2 separate regions of the Sus scrofa genome follow, and region 2 is linked to region 1. Evidence: chromatin contacts called from public Hi-C data. All regions are on one chromosome and are shown on one strand. Each heading gives the region's core, a stretch centred on a gene start, on an enhancer-like site or on the middle of the called end of the contact. The rest is flanking DNA. Distances are from core to core; before and after follow the strand shown. Region 1 holds the start of DPT (dermatopontin). Region 2 holds the start of LOC106510102.

Evidence for each region. Hi-C and Micro-C count contacts between places; a contact is called where the count stands out from the background.
Region 2: a Hi-C map of fetal heart ventricle shows a contact between it and region 1, with 1.8 times the contacts expected there. The contact joins the promoter of LOC106510102 here to the promoter of DPT in region 1. A contact is called at or near these places in 3 of 47 Hi-C or Micro-C datasets (embryonic fibroblasts, fetal heart ventricle and heart right ventricle) and 1 of 2 datasets of contacts at active chromatin or transcription factors (skeletal muscle).

The regions. Positions count from the first base shown.
Region 1 is chr4:82,283,706-82,290,670 of Sscrofa11.1, reverse strand. It overlaps DPT (dermatopontin), which reads right to left and starts at 3,014. Exons shown (of 4, transcript XM_003125649.5): 1 at 2,610-3,014. The coding sequence starts at 2,914.
Region 2 is chr4:82,384,152-82,391,116 of Sscrofa11.1, reverse strand. It overlaps LOC106510102, which reads left to right and starts at 3,736. Exons shown (of 9, transcript XR_002343354.1): 1 at 3,736-5,281.

The DNA.
Region 1 (6,965 bases), core at 1,765-4,264:
GCAGTCAAACTGCACAAAATTATCTACTCTTCTCCTGTAACAGACTAAATGCCTGAAGCCAAAGGGGAGGTTTAATTGCTCCCTAGTTTATGAGCAATTTCTCTCCTTCCAGATTTTTCACTGAGACTGGAGTCTAAACTCAAAGCAATAATCATCTAAAAAAAAAAAAAAAAAAACCTCTGGGGTAATTGGTTTCAGTCCTGGGGCAGCTGAGTCCTACTGTTTTTCACGTTTGTACATTTTTTACTCTGTGATTAATGGAGCAGGAGAAGGAGGCAACAGAGGGTGGAAAGGTGAAAGTAAAAAAATCATTTGACTCTTCATACTCAAAAATGTGGAGGAAGAAGAGGTGGAAAAGAGAGAGATCTTGCCTGTCAGCTTCTTGTTTGACTCCCAATGGCCAGATAAAATCATATAATTTCCACTCCCTCTCTTGCTTCCCTTCAAATAGTTTGAGAGTTAATGACAAACCAGTCACACGTTGGCAAGTTTTCAATGAAACATAATTTGCCTTCTCTGCCTAGCAGAGATAAACACAAGCATCAACAGAATACAAGAAAAATCCAGCTGTATTTTCAGGGCCAAACAAAGCATAGAGTATTGGAGCCCTGGAGCCTTCCAGGATCATGCAGTCTGACCATTCATTTTCCCGAATGTGGCAGGAGACTAGAGAGCTGAACCCATGGTCCAAGGTCACCCGGCAAGTTGTCTTTTAGAACTAGGATCTAAATTCAGGCTTCCTGACTCAGAGCCCAGGGCTCTTCCCTTGGGTCTAAGAAATCATCTGGGTACTATTTTGCTGTGGCTCAAAAGGGGGCATCAGAAAGGGGCCCCACCCATATAATCGTGCCCTAAATGGGAGGACTAGACAGACCATTGTAATTAGGTCATTCCCATGCTCTGTGCCAGGCAGTGGGCCTGACTATGGGGAGCCACTGGAAACTGTCAGTCATTGACGGGAGGCTGGGCTGTGAGTCAGCCATCCGTCAGAAGGGGTTTGGGATAATTAAATCTGCTCTTTAGGGGCAGTGGGCATGGATGAGTAAAGCGCAACAAAGGGGCCCCTGCCTATAGCTGCCCATGACCCTCTCTGCATTCCTTGTACAGGCTGGCTGCACCCCTCCTCAATCTTGGTGGTAATCAAGCTGGTTCCATCCCTCCAGACCTAGCTCCTGTTCTGATCTTGCAGATTCCTGCCCTCCCCAGTATGAAGAACTTCCCTGAGTCCAGAAGTGTGGCCCTGGCTATGCTGACCAAGCCCCCACTGCGCAGAGGCAGCAAACTCTCAAGTAGCCTGTTACCATGACTAAGAACTGAAATGCTTTGGTATTGAGGCTCGCTGAATCCAAATCCTGGCTCTACTACTTTCCAGAAGAGGAAAGCCCTGGTCTCTAGACTGTAGCCTGTCTACCTATAAAATGACTTACAGATTTGTTTTGATCATTAAATGAGATAATCCATATAAAGCATTCAGCACAGTGCTTGCTCAGGGTAAGCACTCAATCAATGGCAGCTGTTTTTATTACTCTGTTGCCTGGCTCTCCCACCCATCAGTCTTTTTGTCTTGATTTCCATCATTGCTCTGTGACCCACAGAATTTTGTGCTCTGACCCCCACTGTACCACTGTACCACTGATGGGACTCTTCAGTCTTCTCTCAACAATTACCACAGTGGCAGCCTGCAAGCCCGGCTTCCTCCTCCCCCAGCCAGGCTCCCCCAGTATTTGCCTCCACCCTCTCTGCCAACTCACCCAGCAGTCCTGCCTCCATCTAGGCTGCAGTGACTAACTGGCCTCAAAGTCCATACCTCCTGGGATGAGTTCTGATCAAGATCAAGGGTGAGCCAGTGATACCCCACAGCAAAGACACAGACTCAGGCCATTCCTATGTCATTAACCACAGCAGAACCTAGTCAGGTAAGATTAGTACTTCTCTCCCCAAAGACTTTAGTAAATAAACTATTTCCTAGAAATAAAGCCCATTACAAATTCAGACAGAGAGAAGGACCATGGTACTTAAAACTGAGAGAGCACATTTAATCAGGCAGCAGAGAAACATTTAATTTCATTTCTCTTTGCCTACATTTCTTTGACCCCTCTGCCCCAATTTACTTGCTCTAAATCAGGACTTCTCAAACTGTCTGTGGTAAGGGTCTCATTGTTTACTATCCCCAAACAGTTGGGTACTGATACTTTTGTTAAAGAGTCAAAATAAATGACTACCAAACTTAAATGCCATTTGGACATCACAGCAATGTTAAGTTGCTTCAAAGTTTCTTAAATACTTTCCATTTCTACACTTATCTTTTGGCAGACTGGGAGAACATTTCCCAGACCCACAGTAGTCCGTGGACCGAATTGAGAGTGGGGCTGCTTCTAGAAGGGACAGAACCACAGGGGAGTCTGTCTGCCATGGACACTCCCCATCCTGGGTTTTTGTCTTGTAGGGCCATCAGCTCAATCGCAGTCCTGCCTCACCCAGAGCACGCAAGGGGAAGGTTCCTGGTAGGACTTGCCCAATCCTTAGTGCGCGCTCTTCCCTGAGGGTCAAGCAGCCCCCAGGAGGAGGGCTGTCATGTTCCCAGCCGTCTGCCGCCCTCTGGCTCTTACCATTCCATTCCAGCCCTGTTGATCTCCTCCCACCAGCACTCCGAAGGCTCCCCGAGGCTCTGCGGCGTGGGCATGCAGGCGTAGTTCCACTGTCTGTCAGATCCTTCCTTCTTGTTGAAGATGCTCCTCACAGCCACCACCACCTGCCCATGGGGACACTGGTAGCTGAAGCCCTGCCGGTTCAGATTCACCCACCCGTCGTCGCTATAGTCGTGGTACTGCTGGTATGGGTACCCGTAGTCACCGTACTGTCCCCAGGCCACGGTGACCAGTGGCAGAAGCACCCACAGAAGAGTGAGGTCCATGCTGCCTGGAATTCTGGCAAAAAATATGACCCTATGTCTGCTGGGCTGCCTGTTTTATACAGCTGCTGCTGACATGTGGCTTCCAGATGTGGGTGAGCAGGCTCCAACTGCAGTGTGTCATCGTTTAAGCAAAAGTTTTCGGCGCAGAGATCCTGGCCATAAGTACATTCAGTTTGTTTTAAGGTGGAATTCTAGGAAAGCTGTAAATGGGAGAAACTCTCTAGAGAAGGAACAACTCAGCAGATAGATTTTAAAAGCAAATGGCTTCACACTCCTTAGAACTATTCACCTGAAAAAAAAGCAGTGTATTTATTCCTCATCTCTCAGTACCTTACCTCTTTATGCTCCACTCTATTGCTGCTATCAACCCCCTGCATTTATTCTCCAAACCAGCTTTGAAGGACCACACACATGCAGAACGTGATTAAAGTGATTTCAAAACACCAAAATAATAGGATGAAGGGACAGAATCATTTAAAGTACTGCAAGGCTGGATGCCTGATTTCTTTTAAGTTCTTAGCCTCACATCTTTTAACTACCAGTTAAAGCCACATTTGTAGGCTACTCTGAGTATTCAGTCACATATGGAAGTACTATGTGAGAGTCCATGGGGAGACAAGTTGGGCATTATCTCTACACTTAAGCATCCTTCTGAGCTGCTGAAATTAGACCTAGCTATACCTAGAAACTGTGCTTGGCTCTCAAATATGTAATGAGTTTAATCTGAATAAAGCTGCCTTTTTTTTTTTTCTTTTCTTTTTTTGGCCATGCCTGAGGCATGTGGAAGTTCCCTGGCCAGGGATCCAATCTGTGCCACAGAAGGGCCCCATGCCACTGCAGTGACAACGCTGGACCCTTAACCCCTGTGCTGCAAGAGAACTGAATAAAGCCACTTTTTATCCTTTGGTTTTTTTCCCCCTCCAGGTTAAGTTTTCTTTGGAATGACATATAATTTACATATAATAAATGCATCTTTTCCAATGTTCAGCATACAGTCATTTAGCCAGCACCATCAAGACATAGAACAGTTCCAGAAAGCCTCCAACCCCGTTATGCTTTGGTAGTCAAATCCTCCCCAAGACCCCGCCCCTGATAACCTTCAATCTACTTTCTGTCACTATCACTATGCCTTTTTTCAGGATGTCAAGTAGGTGGAATCACACAATATGCAGTTTTTTGTCTACTTTCACTAGGAATAATGCTTCCGAGATCCATGCATATCACTGTGTGTCAGTAGTTTATTCCTTTTCACTTTTGAGTGGTCTTCTATGGTATGGCTGTCCTACAGGCAGCTTATACCTTTGAAAGACATTTGATTTTTCTCCAGTTTTTAGGAATTATGAATAAAACTGCTATAAATATCCATGAACAAGTTTTTGTACAAACAAATTTTTATTTCATTTGGTCAAATACTTAGGAGTGAGGGTGCCAGATCTTAAGGTAAGTGTATTTTTAATCTTGTAAGAAATTACCTGATATCTAAAATGCCGAACCATTGTGGATCCCTCCCAGAAAATTGCTGTTACTTTTATTGTAGCCATTTTAATAGGTTAATAGATTCCCAGCGGTATTTCAGTGAGGTTTTGATTTGCATTCCCCTAATGACTAATGATTTTCAGCATCTTTTCATGTGTTTATTGGCCCTCCATCTGTCTTCTTTGGAGATTTAACTGTTTAAATCTCTTGAGCCCTCTGGGCATCTCCTTAGTGGATAGTATTTACCATTTTTCACCAGGGCCGTCCTTAAGAAAGTTTCTTAAAATTGATGGTTGAAGACCAATTATCTCTTAAGCACTTGTGAGGATGATTAAAATGCAGATTCCTGAACTTTACTCCAGTCCTACTAAAATCATAACCTGGTACCCAGGTATCTGCATTAAAAATTCTTCAAGGTGATTCTTATTCATATCAAAGTTTAAGATCCACTTTCTTAAAGGAATATGGGACCAGGGAAGAGGGGTGAATCACACTCTAAGTCCTACTCCTTGCCCAATGTATAGCACATTTAACAGATGGCATTCAGGTTAGATTAAGGTAACCTTGAAGGAGAAAGTTACACATAGGAGGAAAGCAAATAAGTGGTGTGGTGTGTGTGTGTGGTGTGTGTGCACGCACTGGGCATGTAATTAGCTCTGGTGATGTAGTTATCAAAGGGAGGGGAAACTCGGGACTGAATAGGCATATGAATCCCAGTTTTGTTTTAGTACCACCTTCTCCTATCACTTCTATCCACAAGTAACTCCCTAGTGTTGGCAACTGGAGTGCTCCAAGTTCAGGGTGACCACTTGGATTTATGATATGCTGGAACTATACCTAGACACAGTGCTTGGCTTTCAAATATGTAATGAGTTTAGTCCTGTCAGCACTTAAAAATTACCTGGGGAAACTTTTGAAAAATGCCAGTGTCTGAGCCTCACCCCAGACCCATAAGAAGCTTTTGAGCTGAGTCCAGAAAATAGTAGCCTTGAAAACTTTCCTGTATGATTTGCATGTACGGTCAAGATTGATAACCACTGCTATAGAGAGTTTTGGGTATTTTTTTGGCTGCACCCTTGGCATGCAGAAGTTACCAGGGCCAGGGTTTGAACGCTAGCCACAGCAATTACAACACTGAATCCTTAACTGCTAGGCTACTGGGGAACTCCTAGAGGTTTTAAAATGTGTCATCCTAATGCTCATGAGTTATATCCTGCATTCTGGGTAGGATTTACCAGTAATCTTAAACCTTAAAGAGCTCCAAGAAACAAGTCATCGTAAGCACTCATCTTTATCATGCATTCATTTCCCAACAATTTCCAGGCCCTGCCTGTTCCCTGTTCTCTGCAGACCTCTCTTATTTTACAGATTACAGCTACCATAGATTACAGACTCCCTGTAACGTACATGAGTAAACATCTTTATAGATTAGGTTAGATTAGGTATAGATTCCTATTACTTACAGTCGAAAACATCCTAACTCATGAAATGTCTGAGATTCCATAAACTGCTGAGAACTTGGAGCCAATTGCTAGAGGCCTCACAGAGAATGGTTCCCCTGAGCAGACATTAAGAATATTTAAGGAGTTCCCGTTGTGGCGCAGTGGTTGGCGAATCCGACTAGGAACCATGAGGTTGCGGGTTCGGTTCCTGGCCTTGCTCAGTGGGTTAACGATCTGGCGTTGCTGTGAGCTGTGGTGTAGTTGCAGACATGGCTCGGATCCCGTGTTGCTGTGGCCCTGGTGTAGGCCGGTGGCTACAGCTCTGATTGGACCCCTAGCCTGGGAATCTCCATACGCCGCGGGAGCGGCCCAAGAAATAGCAAAAAGACAAAAAAAAAAAAAAAATTAAGAATATTTAAGTTAGAGTTCCCACTGTGGCTTAATGGGTTAAGAACTTGACATAGTGTCCATGAGGTTGCAGGTTTGATCTCTGGCCTTGCTTAGGGGGTTAAGGATCTAGTGTTGCCACCATGGCTGTGGCATAGGCTGGCAGCCGCAGCTCTGATTTGACCCCTAGCTCGGGAACTTCCATATGCTGCAGGTGCAGCCCCCCCAAAAAAGAATGCCTAAGTTTATCCTCTGTACAGTTTACTATGCATTTTCAACTAGGTTATATTATCTTTCTCACAGCCTTATATATTTGTGAGGAATTATAGGATTGGTTTCCTACAGATGAGGAAACTGCGCTCAGGAAGTCTTTTGGTTCAGATTCCTAGAGCTGGAGGGGCATGAGCTCCGGGTCTTCTGATTCTTATTCCGTGATTCCTTTCCTTATTTTTATCAAAAGTGCAGTCCACTAATTATACATCGACATTTAGAAACAATTACCAAAGTAAATGTTTATAAGGTTATTCATATTAACACACACACATGCACACGTGCGCACACACACACACACACTAATTTGCACTAAGAATTTCTGCTGTTCTTGGCAAAGTGTGCTCAGTAGGTCCTGGGGAACTTCAAGAACTAAGTTTTAGATCAGTAGTTTTCCAGGTGTAGTTCTACAACCTGAAGCATCATCATCCCCTGGGAACTTGTAGAAACACAAATTCTCCGGCCCTACTCCACAC
Region 2 (6,965 bases), core at 2,487-4,986, 100 kb before region 1:
AGGAGAATGCTTTTATAGAGAGGGAAAGGAAGTTGGGAGTGCTATAGTAGTCATTGGTCGAGTCCTTGCCAGGAAAGAAAGAGGAGTCTTTTTCTTGTTGGCCTCTGCTATGCTTGCAGGACATGAGAGCTCCCCCTTCTGGTCTCCCAACACAATTTAACTGAGGTCTCTGTTTATTAAATTTGCATATTGTATTAGAAAGAATAAACATTTTTAAGGTTGTGATACAAATTGTTGGCACATTGCTTCTAAGAAGTTTTACTAATTTATACTTCTACCAGCCAGTAACAAGACCTCTACTTGAACCCTGACTCCTTGCATCTTCTGCTGGTGGTATTTTATTTATCTATAGCTATGTATCTATGTATCTATTTATGTATGTATCTATCTATTATCTAAATAGGTATTTGTCCATATTTTATATATGTGAAGTATAGAATATATTTATATCTATATATCTATGTCTATGTCTTTATCTATATCATTTCCTCCAGGATGCTTTGCTCATTATATTAAGTGAATTATTACTCAATCTTTTCTCTCATGTATATCGTTCAGACTCCCAAACACCAAATCTTCCAAAAATATGAGGAAGTAACACCCCCAACATATTTGTTTAGTCAGTGGGAATTGTGACAATTGGGAATTGGAACAGTGGGAATTGTAACTGTTGATTGAATGCAAAGTATTCTTCCAGAGGTTGTAGGGTTGTATTGCTCAGGAGTTGGCTAAGCTGTGAGTGAGCAAAAATCCAAAATACAGTGATTTAAGCTAGATAGAGTTAAAGGCTGGTATGAGATCCATTGATCCATCCCCAAGTTTGCATCCACATTCTATTAGTAGGAAGGAGAAAAGGAAAGAAAGTCATGTTTCTTCTTTTCTGAAAACACTTTGCAGAAATTGTACACATCACTTCTTACAGCTTATTGCCCAGCAGTTAGTCACAGAGAGAGGTTCAGCTCCAAGGAAGGGTGGGAAATGCAGTCTTTTTTCCAGGTGAGCATTTTCCAGCTAAAAATCGGAGGAGTTAAGTAAAGAACAGATACAAAGGAACAAATAGATGTTCCTCTCCCAGAGGCATATTAAGTATAATATATGATGTTTGTTCTTAAATGACTCACAATATACTTATTTCCTGGAATGCCTGTGTTCCTTCTTTACATAGAAAACAATGCTGTGGATAAGATAATAGCCTATTGCTGTTCTTTCCTTTAATTACAGTCTACTTTTCCTTTGATGGGGATTATAGTTTCAGAGATATACTTCAAATTTGTTTTGGGCTTCAAACAGCCAAAACTTCTCGTGCTTTGCTCAGCCTCTCTGTCCATTAACTGATCTGAGAATGAAAATTCAAATGCAGCGGGTGAGTTGTGAACCTAGAAGAATGCTTCATATCCTTTCCTTGAAAAAAGAAAAATGAAAATGTACAAAAACATCTGGAAGCAAAGAAAAAAGCTAAGAGAGGAGACAGCAGTTTTTTTTGATATGCATCTCAAGGTACAATGCATATAGCTTCCATTATCTATATGAAAAATCTAATTTGGGCAGGACAAAGAGCTTTAATGGAAAGATATACATCAGAGAAATTTACAGAGATGGGACTTCGACATGGTATTGTATATATCTTGTGCATCTCATCAAGTGCCCAACAGCCAAAAAAAAAATTGTTTCATAAATTACTGTTCAAATAATGACTGTGATACAGATTTTACGGATTAATGATTTAAATGAAGAACAGGATTAGCTTAAACAATGGATCCCAGAAGTCCTGAGTCCTTTCTTATCATCCATAACCACTTCTGCTGCCCAATTAGTTGGGCCAAAGGTCTCTGTTTAATTTTGAGTCCATCTTTATTTCCAGCTTTTTTAGCCCTCTTCTGAGCCATATATACACACAGTGTACTCTACTCAAGAAATACTTTCTAAATGAAGCAATTTGTGTATAGCTGATATTTAATTCATATACATATATTGATAGATAGCTTTTGTCTGAAGATTGCATCTTGAAAATTCTATATACCACTTCACATCTATTAGAAAGGATATAACAAACACAACAAAAACACCCGCCCAGAAAATAACAAGTGTTTGCAAGAATGTGGAGAAATTGAAACCCTCATATATTGCTGGTGAGAATGTACAATGGAGCAGCCCCTGTGGAAAAGTTTGTTGGTTCCTCAAAGAGCTAAGCATAGAATTACCCTATCACCCAGCAATGATATTCTGTGAAAGAAGTGAAAACAAGTATCCACACAGATATTTGTATGTCAATGATCACTGCAGCATTATTCATAATAGGTGAAAAATTAAAACAGCTCAAGTGTTCAGATATTTGTATGTCAATGCTCACTACAGCATTATTCATAATAGGTAAAAAATTAAAACAGCTCAATTATTCAGCAACAATTGAATGGATAAATGAAATGTATATAATACAATGGAATATTATTCAACCATAAAAAGGAATGACATTCTGATACATGCTACATCATGATGTGTTAAGTGAAATAAGCCAGGCGCAATAGGACAGATATTGGATGATTTCATTTATATTAAATATCTAGAATAGAAATATTCACAGAGCCAGAAAGTAGTTTAGAGGTTAACAGGGGCTGAAGGGATGTGGGAAGGGGGAGTTGTTGCCTTAATGAGTACAAAGTTTGTGTTTGGGGTGATGAAAAATTTATGAAAAAAGATAGTGGTAACCATTACATGATATCGTGAATGTAATTAATGCCACTGAATTGAACACCTAAAATGGTTAAAATTATATACTTTTAAATATTTATTTTACCACAATTTTAAAAGTTCATTGCTTTGGTCTTTCACATTTAAATGGTATTACATTTTATAGTTTACCAAATATTGACATAATATTTAATTCTCACAGTCCCATGAAGATGGCAGAATATTTACCATTTCCTCCATCCCCCTTGCTCCACAATAAACATTCAGTTTATTGATAATAAACTGGGTGCTTAGAGTGATTTTGTAGAAAGTTGCAGAGTTAATTCTCATACCAAGTGTCTTCAAGTGATGGTCTCTTAGGTATTCAAACCCTGAGGATTCTTCCAGGGTCAGCTGACCTTCTCAACCTCAGTTGTTGCCCTAGGCTTTTAGGCTCTGGTTATGACTGACCTCCGTACGGCCCCTAACTTTAAAGATCTGACCATCTGAATGGAGAATTGTTAAAAGAGGGTAATTTCAGTCAAAACATGCCTGGAAAGAGATTTAACTTAAACCTCCAGAAGATGCCCAAAAAGATGATGTACCCAAAATCCCCAAATAGAATGGATCTGAGGTTCCCCAAAGCTGCAGCAAAGATTGGGTGAACCTGGAATGTTTAAGACATACTGGGAATTGTTGATCAAGGTCTAATTCTTTTAGGTTCACTGAGAGCCCATGTCACCTCATTTGATCCTCACTACAGTGGAGGGAGATGCAGGAATAGGGATGTTTTCTCCTTTTTATAGTTGAGAGAAGGTTAAGTGCTTGCCCAAGGTCATTGAGTCAGAGAGGACTAGGAGCAAAATAGAACTCAGGTGTCCTGACTTCTAGGTTGAGCCCCTTTCCATTATGCTGCAGCTGCCTGCTTCCAAGAGACCCACATGCAATGCCTGAAAAATGCCATGCAGAAGACTGCTGTTACTATTCTAGGTTTAAGTTGGGGGAGGGATGCAGTGAGTACAGCTAGAGGTGGAGTGGGGGATGCCATCCTGCCATCATGGATAGGGAATCTTTTTTATGGCTTATGCCACTCCAACTGGCATAAACAAGGCATAGCTGAAGATTAAATGTCCCGAACATTATTAGCCCATTAGATTTCTTAATACCTTCTCCCAGGACTCTGTTCTCTTTACGCTCTCAATCAAATTTCTGTTTATCAAATTTCTAAAATGTTCATGAGAAGAGGTCCTCTTCCTTGTCACTCTTCAGGGAGCAAACACTCTCTTGTATGCTTTGGAAAGGAAAACAATTCCTTTTAGTTCAGAACTCAAGTTTCCAAGAAAAAGTCTTCTTTATCCCTAACTTGGGTGACTGATTTGTCCCAGACTATCTGGGACTTTCCCAGCTGAAAGTCCTGTGTCTGCCCTTTAACCCAGGACAAACTGGGGTAGTTGGTCATCCTACCATGGCCCTGATTTTCTGCATCAGTTCCCCCCACTCCCCAGCTGGAATCCATACCTCTTCCATTCTAATATTTAGGACTAATTTTTGCAAAGTTGATCCTGTGAGCACAGTTGTTAATAGCCAATAGGAGTCCCATGTGATAATTGGGGACAGAGGGAGAGGGGGCTTTCATGGATTGCCCAGCTCAGGCAAGATGATGTTGATGGGAAGGAGTTCCCTCTTCCTGCTTCTGAGGGTGATAAATCACACCCTGCAAAATGCTTTGTTCTCACGAGAAAGATATTCTATGGCTCTGTCTACCTCTAACCACAGCAGATGGATTGGTGAACTGGGCTTGATGGCCTTTCACTCTATGGGACAAGGAGAGTCCCTGTGAAGGTAGAGGACAGACTTTTTTAGGTCCTGGGCTTCCTGGTGGGAGACTTGAGGGACTCCTAGGAGTAGAAGAGAGTAGCTGTGGCTTGTTGGAGATGAGATGAGGAGATGTTGGTGCTACTGGCTCTTGCCAGCAGGAAATTAGGACTATCCATGGCCCCAGGGAAAATTTTTTTTAATGTTTTCAGAATAGAACATTCTAATCAAGCCAAGCAGGGAGCAATTACCTACATTGTCAATCAGTCTAGGTAGTAATTGGGAAGATTCAGCACGAATCAGTTTGTCCTTCATTTCTCTTGGCAAAGTAGGTCTGATGACTTTGGCTGGCTTTAGCCGGCTCACTGTGGCTGGCAGGTTGTCCCAGCAGATTAGATGAAGCGTTGGCGCTAGCAGAGAGGTTAAAGCACTTGCTCAGGTGCCCCCTTCCCACGTGTTCTTAATTTCTTAGGACGGAGTTCTCTGTGCAGGCTTAGATCTGGCCGCCTTTCCGACTTGTCACAGGGTATTTGTTGCTGCTGGATTTGTTTTAGGGCGTGACTATTTGACAGCTGGGGTCGGGGGAAGGGTGTGGGGAGGACCTCTAGTAGCATTTCGCTTGCCTTGCTGCCTGGAGCCTCCTTAAAGGAGAAGATGAATTCACTGCATGTGTGCGCGGGCCTTATGTAAGCTGCAGGCGGCAGCGCAGAGTGGAGAACGTGAAGACAGGCGGGGGCAGGGAGATTTGGCGAGGCAGGCCCCGCAGTGCAGAAACCAGCTCTGAAAGCTGCGCGTGGAGGTGCGGTAGGACGGTACTGCTGCAATGCGGAGACAGCTTCAGGGGCGGAGGAGTGTTTACGAGCTTCTAGTGGTGGTGCTGGGATGCAAAGCCCTAATTTGGCAATGCTCAGGGCGGGTGGGCTGGAGAAGGTGGGAAAGCTGCCTTATTGGGGCTTGTTTGTGACAATAGGTAGGGGCGGGCAGTGAGGGAGAAAGAAGGAGGGGGAAAGGCCAGAGGCCTAGGAGCAGCTTTGTAGGAGGAGGAGTTAAAGCCACAAGATTCTTTCTTCCCAGTGATCTCAGCCTGATTCCTCCCCATCTTTGACTCTCTTAAACTGTGGCGCACAGCCGCCCACCTAGCTCCTCCTTACTAGCAGAAGCTTTGCTGGAGTCATCATGTTTGGGATTACCCAATAGCATCTCGGGGGAGTAGGCACCTCCATGTTTCATCAGTCAGGTGTTTGCAGTCCCAGAAAATTTGAGTTTAGTCTGTACAAGGTACCAGGCAAGGCTTTTCAGGGCATTTTCCTGTGCTCTGGGTCTTAAAGGATGATGATAAGAAACAGAGGAGGGCTAAATAAATAAAGCATACAGTTGAACATGGTACCTGAAATCTGTGAGGGAGGTACAAGGTGCTACATGTTTTTGTCTGTTTGTTTGTTTTCTATAGGTTCAAATACCTAACACCTCTTTCCCACTAGCTGATTTTCTGCTTTGGACCACCAAGGTGTGGTTGTTTTGTATATTTCTGCAAAAACTCATCAACTTGTCAATAGGGCAGATCTATAGGTACATTTCAGCTTCTATTCAACTTCAGTATTCACTCTATTTTTGCCCTCCTGGAGAAAGCTGGCCTTTAAAATCAGACCTGGGCAAAGATCTTGGCACTGTCATTTACTTGCTTTGTGTTTTTAGGCAAGTACCTTCACTGTCAGTTTACTTATCTGTTAAGTGGGGCTTAAGTAAAAAGTGGTTAAGAGCACAGGTTCTGAAGTTAAACTGCCTAGGCTTGAATACACAGTCCACTACTTAGTAACTGTGGTCTTAGGTAAGTTGCTGAACCTCCCAGTGCCTCAGTTTCTTCATCTGGAATATGGGGACAATAATAGCATCTACCTCACAGGGTTGCTATGGTGATTAAATATGTTAATATATGAATATAGCTTAAAATAGTGGCTAATAAAGACTAAGTGTTTTATATAATAATGGTGATAACAATAATTTCATCACAAGGTTGTTGTGAGGTATAAATTAGAAACCTTACATAAAAGTACCTGGAAAATAAATATGAGTACACATAATTGTCTCTTATGACAAGTTAGGAAACAACAGAAACGCCTTTCTGTACTAACACTCTGAACAACATAATTAAGTCGGATATGTGTAGATAATTTCTTATTCTTTGCTACTTTCCTTTTAAGAAGATGGATACCAAAGTTGATATAGGGAGTGACTATTAATATGATATAATAGCTCTTAACAGTAAATACAAAAGACATGCTAAAGTACAATTTTCAAAAAGGTAAAAATCATGACTCATATACAAATATATAATGAATAAATTTCAAACATTTATTTAACCCATTAATTAATTAGAGGATGAGTAAGATGCTAAAATCTGTTTGAAGGAAAATTTGAAGAACACACGCACAAACACACAGGATCAGGAATGCTGAGATGAATTCTGTAATAGATACAAAACT